2 separate regions of the Rattus norvegicus genome follow, and region 1 is linked to region 2. The links are chromatin contacts, called in public Hi-C maps. All regions are on one chromosome and are shown on one strand. The core of a region is the stretch at or near the end of the contact, and the rest is flanking DNA. Distances in the headings are between cores, read along the strand shown. Region 1 has its middle 58 kb from the start of Calml3. Region 2 holds the start of Net1 (neuroepithelial cell transforming 1).

Region 1 (4,248 bases), core at 1,309-3,808, 120 kb after region 2:
GGTCCAAATGAAACTCCAGTGCCCCAAACTCCAAAAGGTGTTCCAATGAGCTCAACCTGGACTCTAGGAGGACTTCTGGCAGTTAGATAAAAGCCAGCATTCCTCAGGAACTTATGACACTGATTTCCATCTACTAAAAGGAGCCGTTTCCCATACCTCTGGCAGAAGTGACACAAGGCTAGCTATCATGCCTATTAGCATATCATGTTGCCCTCCAGGCTCCCTCAGGATCACAAGTATCCACCCATTACCCATTTCAAAGTCCATGCTAGCACATCTCACTTCTTCCCCGACCCTACACTCCCTCTAGCTTATAGGCTTCCCTTCCCCTCAGCTGTTCACCTTCCTTATAACTCTGCTATTGTTGCTATGTTCTCTCTGATCTGCTTCTGCTTCACTCAGCTTTCTGTATTCTCTCTCCTGTCTCTTGCAGTTAGCCCTGGCCCTCTCCCAGTCTGCCAGCCATACTCAGTCTACCTTCTTCCTTTGCTCTGGACTCTTCCAGATGCCTGTGGTTGTTCTCTCTCTCTCTCTCTCTCTCTCTCTCTCTCTCTCTCTCTCTCTCTCTCTCTCTCTCTCTCTCTCTCTCTCTCTCTCTCTCTCTCTCTCTCTCTCACACACACACACACACATCTACAAAAAACCCTTCCCTTAACTATACCCTGGAGCCATCATGTCATTGGCTGTTTACACAGTAAATTTGATGTACTTAATCATCTTTGAAATCAAGTGGGATTATACAGAAAAGCCCACATGTTCTTGTTTTGCCTCTCTCTCCTCAAGCAAACCCTCAGCCCTTGCACAGTGTGGCCCATTCCACCACCTCTGAGACTCTCAGAGGGTTTCTTAGGATATGTTGATATAAACACCAGCCAAGTACAGTGGCTAGTTTTATGTGTCAACTTGACACAAGTTGTTTGTATTTTGTCTAGGCTCCGCCCCACAGTTACCTGGCAACAGCCAGGTATGCCTGATTCACTATAAAAGGGACTGCTTGCCCCCTCCACTCTTTCTTGTTTTTTCTTTCCTGCTCCTGCTTTCCCCTCACCCCTTCCCCCTCCCCTTTCCATTCCCCCCTCTCTTCACATGCTCATGTCCAGCCTCTACTCCTCTACTTACTCTCTCTGCCTTTCTCTGCCTCTACTACCCTTTTAACTCCCCTCTCCATGCCCTAAATAAACTCTATTCTATCCTATACCATTTATAGCTGGTCCCTGGGGGGAGGATGCCTCAGCATGAGCCTGTTGAGGCACCCCCTTCCCCACACTTCCACCAAAACATATTCCTCCTCTTTATCTTTTTTAAGATTTATTTATTTAATGTATATAAGTACACTGTCTCTGTCTTCAGACACACCAAAAGAGGGCATCAGATCCCATTACAGATGGTTGTGAGCCATCATGTGGCTGCTGGGAATTGAACTCAGGACCTCTGAAAGAGCAGTTAGTGCCCTTAACCACTGAGCCACCTCTCCAGCCCTCTTTTTATAAAACACATCACAAGTTAGAGTCATCAGAGAGTAAGGAGCCTCAGTTGAGAAAAGACCTCCATGAGATCCAGCCGTAAGGTGTTCTCTCAATTAGTGATCAATGGGGGAGGGCCCAGCCCATGATGGATGTTGGTCCTGGGTTCTATACGAAAGCAGGCTGAGCAAGCCATGGGAAGCAAGTCAGTAAGTAGCACCCCTCAGTAAACAACACCAGGGCAACCCACAACATCCCTCCTTGGCTTCTGCATCACCTCCTGCCCCCAGAATTCAGCCCCGCTTGAATTCCTGCCCTGACTTCCTTTGGTGACGAACAACGTTGTGGAACTGTAAGCTGAATAAACCCTTTTCTCCCCAACTTGCTCTTTGGTCACGGTGTTTCGTCAGAGCAATAGAAAGTCTAAGATACTAAGTTTGAACAGAAAAGCTCCAGTGGGTGAAAATGAGTCTGGGAACATAGTTCACTCCGTGAACTGTTTGCCTAGCATTCAGGACCCCTAGGCCTGATCCCCATCACCCCATATACCCAGCACAGTGGGTGGCACACACCTGTAATCTCAACCCTTGAGATTCGAGCAGAAGGATCAGGAGTTCAAGGTTATCCTCATAGCAAACTGGGGACCAATCTGAGCGACACATGAACCTTTGTTAAAGAGGAAGAGGGAGGGTCAGGGGAGAAGGGGAGAGAAACCATAAAAATGCAAAATTTCAGAAAGGAAGGGGCTAAAGAAAGAATGAAGGGTGATTATGCTTCATGGTGGTTGCCCTTTTCCCCCAACTTTCTTCATCCGAACTTCCTTGAGTTTCCTTCAAGAGCTCTCGGGAAGTGCAGGCCCGTGCTCACTCCTGCCTGGGCAGGTCTCCCTGGCCACCTTGGGTTGTAGCAAAGGCAAGATAAGGAGACCCATTACCCTCTTGGTTTTGTTCTTGCTACCCAGTGTGAAGTAAACAAGAACGTTCTTAATCTTGGTTGTGCAGAGGAGGAAATGAGAGCCCTGAGGGGTCAAATGCATTGCTCAGGTCACTCAGCAAGTGAGTGGCTGCTGCCAGGATCTGGCCAGGGTCCCAGGCTTGTGGCCTCAGTCTCTGGCAGTGACCTCAACCGCAAATGTGTTTTTCTCCACAGAGCCCTGTGTTCTGAACTCCACAACTTGACCACCAGTACAAATGGTCCCAAAATCCTTATAATTCCACATACTTGGGACAACAATCTAATCATAACAGTGTCTGACCTTTCCTGGGCCTTGAGTACACACGGGTCCTTTTCTGAGCATTTTATATTTATTATCTTCTTTAACCCTGGTAACGATCTCCCATAAGGAAACATGTCAAGGTTAATAGCTTTACACACACACACACACACACACACACACACACACACACACACACAGACACACACATACACAAACACACACAGACACACACACACACACACACACACACACACACACACACACACACACACAGGCTCATGAAGCCTGCATTCAAATACAAATTAGGACTGGGTATGTAGTTCATTTGGTAGAGTGCCTGCCTGGAGTGTAGGAAGCCTGGGTTTTGGTCCTCAGGACTGCATAGACTGGGTATAGTGGCACACTCATGTAATCTTAGCATTCAGGTGGTCAAGGCAGGGTGACCAAAAATTCCAGGTCATTCTTTGCTGTGTAGAGAACTCCAGGCCACCCAAGACACCTGGTTTTTAAAAAAGAAATTCTCACCAGAGAAAGTACAGTCCTACAAAAGAGATCTAGGATCCCAGGATAGAGTTGTCCTGAACAGTGCTGTGTTCAGGCCTGGATCGTTGCAGAAATCTCCAGAGAAACCTTCAGTCAAACAGGCTTCCAGGCCTCATCCTGAACCTTCATTCGAATGTGAGCAGAAGCAGGTGTTTTGAAGAGGCCCACATATTACACACATCTGAAGAAGAGCCAAGTGTGGAATCTCAGTCAAGAGCCCCGGGGAGGTGAAGGCTGGAGGCTGGAAAGGATCCTATGACCAACAGAACCCTTGTCTGGGAGCCACAGTAAGAAGAAAGGTTCCAAGGAGAGATATGGCACATCGGAGGTCAAGCTTTACAGGAGAAGGGCCACTGTTGGGAGAGGCTGTTCCCTACCATGAACACAGAGGGCCAAGGGAAAGGAGGCCACATTGTTCCGACAGGGAGCTCAGACCTGGCGTGCCCCGTGCCAGGTCACCTGGTAGCACCACAGGGCTGGCTGGGCTTGGAGGGAAGGGTGCATCCCCACTTTGAAGCCACTGGGGCGTACTTCCTCCCACCACAGCTGAGTGCCCTGGACTGGCCACAGGGACACGAGACAGAGTTTGGCTCACCTCGATTGTGCGCATCCCATACAGCAGAGCCCGGAGCACAGGTTAGAAAGGGCCCAGAGCTGTGGGTGGCCTTTTAGGGTCTGCCCACAACAGGTCACAGGGAGGCCTAGAGAGCCGTGTTAGCATTCCAAGCTGGGACAAAGATCTAACCAGGCCTAGTGCTAGGCCCCCAGTACAAAAAACGTGAGCCCTGTACATCTAAGGGCCAACCTTTGTTCTCAGGACACAGGAGGAGACAGATTATTAACACTCCTAGATGGTAGAGTTGGACAGAGGATTCTGGGAGATAGATACATCCCATAAATACCATAAGTATAAATAAGCCAAATGTTATAGTATTTTATTATTTGAGTAAATTAATATTTAATACTAACTCACTTTGAGTTTTGCAAAAACAGAGAAGGGGGCCCTCTACTGGCCGTGGCTGGGAT
Region 2 (4,112 bases), core at 622-3,121:
TTAGTTTGCAGAATTCTTTCCCCTGGTGGTCATTCCTCCAGAATTGTACCCCTTAAACTGTGTTTTCATTCAGATTTTTCCTAAGAAAATCCATGCAAATGTCTTCTCCTGAATACCCCTCCTGAATGATTTGTGTGTTCTTGTTGCTTCAAATGCAGTGTGTCAAGATGAAATTTAGTATTTTCTTGCAAAATCATTGTTCTGCTTGTGAAAGTTATTATATGTTTAAAATCCTTGGCATCTTGCCTGTGTCCTTTCCTTCCCCACTGCCCCAACCTGAGGCAAAACTTTATGCCTTGTGAGATTTGCCTGTTTTCCCAGTCACCTTTTAACCACCTTCAATACCTCCAACCCCACATTAGCAACAGGCGTCTGCACTGTCGACAGCCTGCGGCCTTGTAGGAGTCTGTCTCCTCATCCTTGTGCTTCTTACTCAATCCTGTGAAGCAAGAGGCATCGGAGGCCCAGGGAATCACCGCCTTTAGACTTGTCCCTGTGTCAGGCGGGAGGGTGGCCCCGAGTGGCACTTGCTAGCTAGCTGCACAGCTTACTTGGAACTTGCAAAAGCTTCCTTTTCCCTGCCTCCCCATATAGCCTGCCATTACACACTAGGATCTCGGCTATAAGCCTACATTTTATCAGCCAAGTATCTACAGTTGTGCCTTTTCCATACAGGGCTTAGTTTATGCTTGTAAATACTTCACAATAGCCTTGCAGTTTACCAGCATCTCATATCAGCACACTGTTAAGATGGACCTACTGTGCAGAACACACAGGAGGGAGTTCCATTTATCTCAGGTCCTATCTGGAGAAATAATGCCTTTCCATAAAGGAACGTTTTTGCAAAGTCAGCAACTTGCCTCCTGGGTGACTTTCCCTGGGGGGTGGGCTTGTTCTTCCCCTATAAAATGCAACGTTCTGTATGCAGGTCGTTGACCCCGTTAAGACCACATCAAGATAAGTTTAGGGAAGGATCCTGATGTGTGTTTTTATGGCATAAAATGTCTCACACCAAATTGTGAATTGTTAATTTTTTAAAACAGAAATGTCTGGTGACCAGCATACTGAGCCTAAAAATTTGAACTAGCGCAGGCTAGCTTTGCCCAGGACAGGGCAGTCCAGAATAGAGTGAACTGAAGATGCCACTGTGCTTCCGTCAGTCCTCGAATTTTTTGTAAAAGGTGGGGAGGGAAGCAGTAACTACTTTAGTTTTTCAGTGCACAAAGTAACAGATTTACTGTGACATTTTCACTTATGCCTCTCCCCGTTACTCCTCTGTCTCCCCCACCCTCTGCCCCGATAGGAACCTTGTTTTAAGAGGTAGGTAATTTTGCAGCTGTGCTTAAGCCGATGTGCTTAACTGGGCTCTTTTTACTACATAATTTTTTTTTTTTTTGGAGCTGGGGACCGAACCCAGGGCCTTGCGCTTCCTAGGTAAGCGCTCTACCACTGAGCTAAATCCCTAGCCCCACTACATAATTTTTTAACCCAGAAGAAGTCTTTGCTGTTTTTATCCCATACTCAGTCCTCTCCAAGGCACTAATTTTAGAGAAAAGGATCTGTAACTAAGTGCTAGAGAAGCAACTGAGGTGTGTTCCCCTGGCGTTCACTCAGCCTCCTGTGGGCTTCAGCTCTTGCAGTGCAAGTTCCAGTGCTTTTTTTATTGAGAGGGACAGACGCTGCTCACAGCTACGGAGCAGCCTAGGTGCGCCCCTCGGCTGTTATCGGGAGTCACGTGGGTCCTGGCCCCGCCCCGGGCTCCTGAGGTCTGCGTGCGTGCTCGCTGCCTTTGCAGAAGCACAGCGCTCCACCGCGAGCGGGAGGCATGGGCGCATGGCTGCCAGGCCAGGCTGAGCACTCAGAAGAAAAGCCCGGCGTCTTGGCGGTGTTGCCCTGCAGGGCTGACTCGCATGTGGACTAACCCGAAAGACTTGAAGGGACACTTGTAAAGCATGGTGGCGCATGATGAGATCGGAGGTCTCCTGCCCATTAAAAGGACGATCCGGGTCTTAGATGTTAATAACCAGCCCTTCAGGGAGCAGGAGGTAAGAGCAGACCAAAGGAATGTTTTCCAACTCCGCAGAACTTCTAAGACTTTGCAACTTCACTTTTAAACTTTTAACCGTATTACGTCCTAAAATGTATAACTATTATAAGCAAGGCTGAAATGTGTTTAGGAACTGTGGTCTAAGTTTAAGCAAATTTTTTTATATAGCATAGCTAAATTTTGAAAAGTTACATACAAAGGCGATTTTAAATATATTTGAGTCTCTGAGTAAACGTTTCTCGTGTTCGGTATGGTTGTGGTTTTTTTCTAACTGCTGTTACTAAGTCTTGTGGACTGTTTAAGGGAGGAAGGAGAAATAAGAACAAGTGAGTAAAGTCCGACCTGGGATACGTGTTCACTTTGCTTTCCCCATACTTAAGCTTGCCCTCTTTTCCTCCGAAGGGAGGTTTGAGTTCAGAACACTCACCCTCTGCCTGCCTGGCTTTGCTTGAAGTCGTTTTGGCTTTCTCAAATCTTTATAAACATTTATGAAAAAATTATTTTATGAAATTTTATGTAATTTGTGAGTTGTTTGGTGCAGAGGTGTGTCCTGCTGCCTGGTCGCTTCCGTGGTAGAAATGGTTATGGTTTCAGCCTACCAGATCTTTTGATAGTGGTGATTTTGGGGGGGAAGGGGAGACATATGTAATTGTCCATTTTAATTAAACATGAGCAGTTTAATCACATGCCTCAGGGAATGTTTGTTCTACATGCATAGGCTGCCATCTTTGTGTGGGGGTTGATACTGAATTCTGTTATTTGTTTGGGTTCACTTTTCTTACATGTTATAAAATGAATAAGCATTGTCTGGGTAGAGAATGCTTCTTCATACAATTCTGTGAGTGAAAATACCCAAAGGAGCTATCTCTTAGGCCATCAAGGATGTGCATTTTTGTTAGTATGAGACATGGGCTGTTTTCCTGGTCCCTTTACTTGGAGCATTCAAATAACCAGGAACGGAGTCCTGGCTTCAGAACTGGTAACACAGCCCTAATGACCTGAGTGTAAAAGAAGAGAATACTTGGTGATCAAAACTCGTCTTTATCTTTCTCAAGGGAAAAAAAACTTTTTTTATTCTTGTTTTCCTGTTTTTAAAGTTGTTGCCAAGTGAGAGATTATATATGAGCAATCCAAAAGGAATAAAAAAAAAAAAGTACCATGATTCGATTGACTCTACAATATGCCCTGTAGTGAATGACATCATTAGGGGAAAAAAGCTACAAAAAGCTAAATTCCCCCAAGGGTTTCATCCAGCTGCTGGGTTTATCAATAAGATACATCCCAGTAAAGCTTTAAGGTAGACTTAACTCTGCTTATAGATACTCTGGCAATGTCCTAGGACACAGAGTTAGTGGGGGTGAACCATGAGAAGCCCAGGGCTAGGCAGATTCATTCCCTCATGTGATGGACGCGTAGTCTGATTAAAGATTAACTCAGCAAACAGCAGAGCCTCCTGAGCGGCTTTCCCCTTCCAAGTGAACCCTGACCCTCATCACCCTGCAATGGAAGCTCCTTGAGGGTGAGCCTTGTTAGCACTCGTTGTTTATTCTCCCAGATCTGCTGCTTGTCTTTAGGAGGGACTCTAAGCAAATCACCCCTGCCACCATTACAGAATTAAGCTGGGCCTGGCATGGTGGGGGCAGGGGAGGGGGTACTAGGGGGGAGGGGAGCCTTCGGGGGAGTGTGGGGCGGACTTTCATCACCTCCAAATATCACTACTGAGTCCTGTCCAGGAGAGGTGCATGTGGGTATAACAACAGCCTTATGATACAGATGCTCATGTCCTCAGTACATCAGATAGTACATCAGATAGCTGGGTGGTTCGCTTGGACCTGTAGAAGGACCACTTTTGCTTATAATTTACATAGCTCACATTGTAAGGCACATTCTCAAAGAAACAGATTTTGCTCCTACCTTTTTGCTGACTCTTGAGTGCCTAATCCGTTTCACTTCTCCGCCAAAAAGAAAAGTATGATCTTTTCTTCTACATTGTCTGTATCCTGAAACTGACAGTAGGCCATTTTACCTTTTTCATTATTTGAAAAGGAGTTCCCAACGGCTATCA

What was found. Hi-C and Micro-C count contacts between places; a contact is called where the count stands out from the background.
Region 1: a Hi-C map of liver shows a contact between it and region 2, with 4 times the contacts expected there. The contact joins the enhancer-like site here to the promoter of Net1 in region 2. A contact is called at or near these places in 12 of 12 Hi-C or Micro-C datasets (the A7r5 cell line, the Rat2 cell line, Schwann cells and 7 more).

Annotation. Positions count from the first base shown.
Region 1 is chr17:71,387,358-71,391,605 of GRCr8, forward strand. No RefSeq gene overlaps it. Among named protein-coding and RNA genes, the nearest start is that of Calml3, 58 kb to the left of the region's middle. Within about 2 kb of position 2,559, at least 8 of the 93 cell types and tissues checked have an H3K27ac peak or open chromatin away from gene starts, as enhancers often do. A contact at or near this core is called in liver, where this site is marked.
Region 2 is chr17:71,268,362-71,272,473 of GRCr8, forward strand. It overlaps Net1 (neuroepithelial cell transforming 1), which reads left to right and starts at 1,872. Exons shown (of 10, transcript NM_001039023.1): 1 at 1,872-2,045. The coding sequence starts at 1,953.